Linked DNA regions of Mus musculus: region 2 is linked to region 1. The links are chromatin contacts, called in public HiChIP or PLAC-seq maps. All regions are on one chromosome and are shown on one strand. Each heading gives the region's core, a stretch centred on a gene start, on an enhancer-like site or on the middle of the called end of the contact. The rest is flanking DNA. Distances are from core to core; before and after follow the strand shown. Region 1 holds the start of Borcs6 (BLOC-1 related complex subunit 6). Region 2 has its middle 7.9 kb from the start of Gm40039.

Region 1 (3,060 bases), core at 7-2,506:
ACAGGCCTCCTAAACGCTTGTGGAAGAACCTCTAACGTACAGGCATCCCCTCAGCAAGCAGTTTCCACCAGGGCTCTTTGAAGAATCCTGAGGGTCCTACTGGACCCTGGTCTGGCCAGGTTACGCATGGTCTCTCCTCTATGCTCCTGGTCACTTGCATAGGGCCTCCAACACCTCCAGCGTGCGTCGGATATCTCGGACTTGGCGTGCCAGCCCCTGAACCGGTTGCAAAGCCCGTTCCAGCTCCTCGCAGCGCGCAAGTAAGGTGTACATGCCCTTAATGCTCATGTCCACGGCTTCACCTAAGGAGTCCACCGCGTCGCGGTAGGTCTGGATACAGCCCACACTCAACGCTGTCAGCTCTTGCACCGCACCACCCAGCCCGCGAAGCAGACGGTCTACCCGGCCGCCCAGCTCGCGACTCAGCCGCTCCAGATCCCTCAGCACGTCCGGGTCGATGGGAGGGATGGTGGGGGTGGGTGCGGGCGTTAGGCAGGGCCGCACAGAGGCAGGGGGAACGGGTGGTGGGGCGCCACTCAGTCGGATCTTGAGTTGTAGGTTGTTGGCCACAAAGTGAGTAAGGTCGCCGTGGCGGCTCACCGTGCCCTCCAGCTCTAGGGGGCTGGAGATAGTGGCGCGACGTCCTCCGCCCGCGCCGGTCTCGCCACTGGATGAAGACCCCCCTCCACCGCACGCCCCACTCAGCCCGTCCAGGCTGCGGCTGTCCTGAAGGCGGCTGGGGAAGGAGCGGCCAGCCCTACCCGCCGCCGCCTCTTCGTCCTCGTCGTCGTCGTCGTCACCCTCTTGCTGCGGCAGCTCCACATTCATCTCGACGCCTCCGGGGCTCCCTCGACGGCAGACCCTCAGAGCGGAGGGCTGATCCTCGCTGGGCTCCGGCTCCGGGTACCAGGAGGACGGGGGCGGGGCGTGCTCGGAACCTGGCACCCCCCGGCGTCCCCGGGCCCCTGACGGCGTCGCCCGGGAGCTCGGCTTGTCCTCCCAAGTGTCCAGCTCCGGCCCATGGGCGATGCTGCCGCTCCAAGTCTTTGGGGACGCTCGGGGATGACGGCTCGAGACCCCAACGCTCTCAGCCTCTTCCTCCCCGGACAGCGTCCGGACTGAGGGCGGCTTCGAGGGCGTTCGGGACGGCCTGCCGCTGAAAGTCGCGGCCTGGTGCTCAGCTCCGACCGAAAGCTCCGGCTCCGGCCCGAGCCGCCCCTGGGCGGCCTCCATACTGAGGGTGGGGGCCGGAACCGCGAGTCGTCCGCCGGGCTCCCCGGTCAGCGGCGGCGCCTTTAAGGGGCGTTGGCGGAGGCGCGCCGATTGGCAGCCGGATGATAATGGTCCGGACAGGAAGAGCTCTGTGATTGGTCGCCACCCCAGGAAGTTCCGGGAGGAGGGCTGTTATTGAACTGCAGAACACAAGTGAAAGCCAGTCGGGTGGCAGCTCCGGGGTGACAGCTGTGCGCGGGGCCCCGCCCCTTCGGAAAGTTGAGGGGGCGGGTCTTAAAAGACCCGAGCCCCGGAGCGCCGGAGTCCCACCGGGGCGGAGCTTAGGCTCTATGTCCACGGTGGTGTCGTCCGGAATTACCGCCGAGCAGTCGCACTCCACCGGGGATCGTTTTTGGAAGCTCTAGGGGTTCTTGGATGCTCAGGGTTGGACCGAACCGAGCTAGAAAACCGAGAAAGAAAAACAGCAGCGCCAAGAGAGAGAAAGCCGGAATTCCCAGCGGAACGGGGCTGATTGGTTCCATCCTTGAAACATTGACAGACTGATCGTTGAAGCGCCCAGAGTGACTCACTGTGCAGGGGAATTGCAGGTCGTGGACTTTCCTGTGCTTTTGTCACTCTTCGGCCTCCTGTCCCCTCTGCGTAGAGCATTTCTCTCATTGGAGGATAATATTGAGGGTTGTTTGTTTGTTTGTTGTCACAAGAGAAAATATTCCATAGGTGAAAGAATCAGACGTTTTGATAAGCACGCTCGGGAAAATAAAGGGCTGTGATTGAGAGTAAGAAGGACTAGTTAGATGAGGCCTCGGTCGGGAAAGGTCTCTGATGGGAACTATCAAGGGCATCAACTCAGCTTGCTGACAGAGGGAGGAAACCTCAGAGGCAAAGAGGTTTGATATAAACAAGAAACGCTGGGGTACGGAGTGTGGGGGAAGGACAGAGAGAAGACACCAGGGCTAAAATAAATGAGAAGGGAGAGGATTAACAACATCCAGATCGAAGATTCAGGACCCCCGGGCCACATTCCCAGGGCACTGTGGTTTCTGTAACAGATGGAGAGTCTTTCCAAGGGCCGTGGGACAGGAATCAAATGGTAGAAAAGTCGTCAACTGCAACACAGCCAAAGCTCTGGGACCCTTCTAGTTAGCAAAACAATGAATTAATATTCTTCCTTGGTTTAGAATCTTTGTATACCCCCGGCTGTCCTGGAAGTAGCTTTGTAGACCAGGCTGCCCTCAAACTCACATCACAGAGATCTTTCTGCTTCTGCCTCCCAAGTTCTGGCTGGGGTTAAAGGCAGAAGGACACCTGTTCCTGTTTTTGAAACTGAATCCTGTGTGGAAAGTGTGCACAATCACTGTGGCTAGTAATTGCAGAATCTTCCTGTTTTTTTTTTTTTTTTTTTGCATCCCTTCACCCTGTCTTTATTCTTTTTTAAATTTGTTTTGTTTTGTTTGTTTGTTTGTTTTTCGAGACAGGGTTTCTCTGTGTAGCCCTGGGCCTTTGTAGACCAGGCTGGCTTCAAACTCAGAAATTCGCCTGCCTCTGCCTCCCAAGTGCTGGGATTAAAGGCGTGCGGCACCATGCCCAGCCCTGTCTTTATTCTTGTGTTCCTTGCTCGTTTCTTGAGCTCTTTTTCCTTCAAAAGAAGCCATCTTTTGCAAGTCTTTTGTTTTCTACTACTATTACTACTGCTACTATAATTACTTTCTCCTCCTCTTCTTCATGCCAAAGGTGTGCAAAATAAGATGACATTTGGTGTGATAGTGGAGATTTTAGTTGGTGTCATAAGGTTTAGTTGGGACATTGTCTTCCCTATTTGGTGACTCC
Region 2 (3,325 bases), core at 604-3,103, 210 kb before region 1:
AGTGCTGGGGTTTTTGTTAGCCTGTGGTGTCTAGCAGGGGTATTGTCACTCCTTTATAGGACAACTCCATTTAAAGTCTTTTCTATATGTCTATGTATATTAGGAAGCTTCTACAGTAGCAGGTGTCCATATGGCTTTTCAAAAGGCCACAGTGTCAGTGTAGCCCTCCCCTGTTTCCCCCTCTATCCTGAGCCCTCCCACCTCCCGCCCCATTTAACCCTTTCTGTTCTATTATTCCCCTTTAATCCTTTATACCACTGCCTTCCATCTCGCCTCCCTTTAACAGAACTTTAAAAGGAACACACTTTTTACTATTTCTATTTTTTTTCACTCCTAAAGGCTCAAGTGTGAGCATAACCAATAATACTCCTGGAAAACTATTGTAAAAATACACACAGTTAATTCCATGGATACCCAAAGGGGATTCTTCATTCAAATGCTTCCTAGAAGCAATAAAAGGTTGTCTCTTTAACATGACAAAAAGACTGTTTAAAAGCAAAAGTCAGAATTACCCTTAATGGGGAACCATGAATTATTCCTCTTTAAAATGGGCACGACAAGGACCATCACCCCTATTTAACTTGGCTCTAAAAATTCTAACAAAGCTTCCGTGTTGGAGGAAGAATGATATAATCAGAGAAAAGGAAGAAAGCAAGCTGTCATGTTTTACAAGTGTTAGGGGATGCTCAGAGAACCAAGGTGCAGCACCAGTGAGCTCGGACGGAGCGTCTGCCATTGATATCCCTCTTTCTTTATCCTTTAGGAAAACACCATGATTTTATTGCTAAGTCCCATAAATACCTTTTTAAATGTATGAGTGCTTACCTGCATGCATGTATGTGTACCGTGTGTGTACCTGAGATTCCCTGTAACTGGAGTTAACAGATGGTTGTGAGACACCATGTAGGTGCTGGGAATTAAACACAGGTCCTACACGTGCTCTTAACTACTAAGCCAACTACTCTCCAACTCTTACATTTTTTTTAAAAAAAGATTTCATACAGTGTATTTGATCATTAGGGTCTTACTGTCATATTTGGGGGGGGTAAATGAGAGGGTTGGTGATAGTTTGTGATTCTTGAAGGTCTGTGCGATCCCATTAGCCAACAAGTCAAAAACAAGTAAACACTCCTGGTAATGGAGACTTTCCTTGCTAGCACATAGTGTCTAGCTGGGGTATTGCCCTCCCCTTCCTCTGTTGTTTTCTGGTTGGCATGGAGTTAGCCAGCCCCACTTTCTACTGTTCTTTTATCTCTTTACTTTTTTTTTGTCTCCTCCTCCTCCTCTCCTTCTCCTCCACTTCTTCCTCTGACAGAATCTCTTCAGGAAGTGTGGGCTGCCCTCAAATTTGTGATGCCTGTGTGACCATCTCCAGTATTAGAGCCCCAGGCATGTGCCATCACACTCAGCGTCTTCATTTTCTTTGATGATGCCCTAAACCAGCTAACTAGCTGCCTGGGAGGTATAGGAAGTCATTTTAAATTTAGGGAATGAAACAAATGCCCAGATCCTGGTATATGATATTAAATCAGTTACCATGATTCAGGCATGGGATCCTTAGCTAATCAATCACACCTTCTGGCTTCCAGATTGCTGTAGTTAGACTTTGCTTTATCTTAAACCACATGATATCCTCATTGCTTGTGATTCTGCGGTGAGTGGGTCTCTCTCTCTATGTAAGCGTTTCTTCTCGGGGATTTACAGGCAGTGAATCTGAAGGCTCAGCTATGCTGTATGGTGGGTCAGTCGCCTGCGGGATCTGATGCCATCTGCAGATAAAACTGGACTGAGTCAGAGGACACTGGTCTGCGGAAGGACTGATGTATCAGGTAAAGGAAACCAACGCCTCACATACGCCCCCTGGTGTTCTAGGTGTCTGAAGTGTTTCTCTTTACTCTGTGAGATGGTCACTGTCTTTGGAGAGGATTGCTTTCATTTAATTGTGGAGCTGTTCTGCCGGCATCTATAAGGAGATGCCGAGGGTTTAAGAACACCTTTCTCATCGAGCTACAGCTCCGTGCTCGCCAGTGCTGTAACTCTAGCTCTGTTAGGCCCTCAGTCCTTGGTGTTGCAGCTTTGGATAGCATCTTGATGGCTGTCAGGACCCATGAGTGCTTCCGGGGCAAGGGCTTACCTCTGGTCTTCGGGAGTCTCTTGTTTTTGGAAGTCTCTGCTCACAGCTCTTGCCTGGGCTCTTCTGTACCCCTCTGGGGGCGGGGTGCTAGTGTGCTTGGAACTAGCCGCCCCAGGAATCGCCTGTACTTCATGCAACTAGTTTGACCTGTTCTACCTGTGATAAAGACAAAAGATGACTAGAAAAACCCTTCTGTGATGAAATTAGGTAGTTTATAGAAGGGAGGGCTCCCAGGCTGCTAGAGAAGCATCCTTCATCTGCCAGTGCTTTTACTAGCTGTCATGGGGGCTTCTTCCTCACTGGGTTGTCACCTGTAGGAGGGGCTATCTGAAGATGCAGTGGATCTGGTCCTCTGAGGGTCCTCTGAAGCTGGCACAGCGTAGACAGAGGCTCCCAAAAGTCTCCAGTCTTAGAGTGGTAGGCAAGACAGCCATGTTAGCTCCCCTCAATGGAAAGGAAGTGTCTGTGGGATGTCTGCAACAGGTTTAAAGTCTCCTCCCAGTGTCATTGTCCAGCTTTGAATCTCCCTCAGGTAGCTACAAGGGCTTTTAACACTGTCAGTGATTGCCGTGGCCACAGCAGGATAAATAACTCAGGCGACTTGATTGTCAGCTCCCACTGCCTCTGGAAATGGCCGCAGGTCCTTCAGCAGAAGTGGCGATAGCACTCGCGGTATCAGCGGACTCAAGAACTGAGGAGATGGCTTCTGTGGTTCCTGCTCCAGCCTTCCTCTCTGTGGGTCCTGGGATCGGTGCTTGGCTTTGGCCTTGGCAGCTGCTGCTTCAGCAGGGCATTGGGAAAAGTCTGACAGCGATCAATAAGGTCTCCCATTTACCCCACCAGAGAGATTTCATCTTTTGAAAGGGGGGGGGAATGTGTGCGGGGTGCTTGTGACAAGGATTTGACCCACAGTAAAAGACTTCATCATTTTCTTTCCTGACAATTTTTAACCTTTATCCCAATAACCCAAGGGGTGGGGGAAGGGCTCTTGATCTCGGTTGTTAACCCACGCTTCTTTCTCTAGCTTTTCGGGATATGTAGTTAAAGTCTGTGACCACCCTACCACACATCGGCACCCAGAGCGTCTCTCTGCTGTCTACCTGGAACTTAGTGCCGTGCGATCGACAGCCCAGCAGCCCCCACATTTCCCTCACTTGCCTTTGCGTTACTGAGTCATACCAGGAACACTGA

What was found. HiChIP or PLAC-seq counts read pairs in DNA pulled down with a chosen protein or histone mark.
Region 2: an H3K4me3 HiChIP or PLAC-seq map of bone marrow-derived macrophages shows a contact between it and region 1, with 2.2 times the contacts expected there. The contact joins the enhancer-like site here to the promoter of Borcs6 in region 1. A contact is called at or near these places in 1 of 484 Hi-C or Micro-C datasets (uterus), 3 of 115 datasets of contacts at active chromatin or transcription factors (bone marrow-derived macrophages, effector CD8 T cells and memory CD8 T cells) and 1 of 9 other capture datasets (adipose tissue).

What each region holds. Positions count from the first base shown.
Region 1 is chr11:69,057,971-69,061,030 of GRCm38.p6, reverse strand. Borcs6 (BLOC-1 related complex subunit 6) reads right to left here and starts at 1,256. Exons shown (of 1, transcript NM_028005.3): 1 at 1-1,256. The coding sequence starts at 1,233. The coding sequence ends at 151.
Region 2 is chr11:69,268,294-69,271,618 of GRCm38.p6, reverse strand. No RefSeq gene overlaps it. Among named protein-coding and RNA genes, the nearest start is that of Gm40039, 7.9 kb to the right of the region's middle. Within about 2 kb of position 1,853, at least 25 of the 459 cell types and tissues checked have an H3K27ac peak or open chromatin away from gene starts, as enhancers often do. A contact at or near this core is called in bone marrow-derived macrophages, where this site is marked.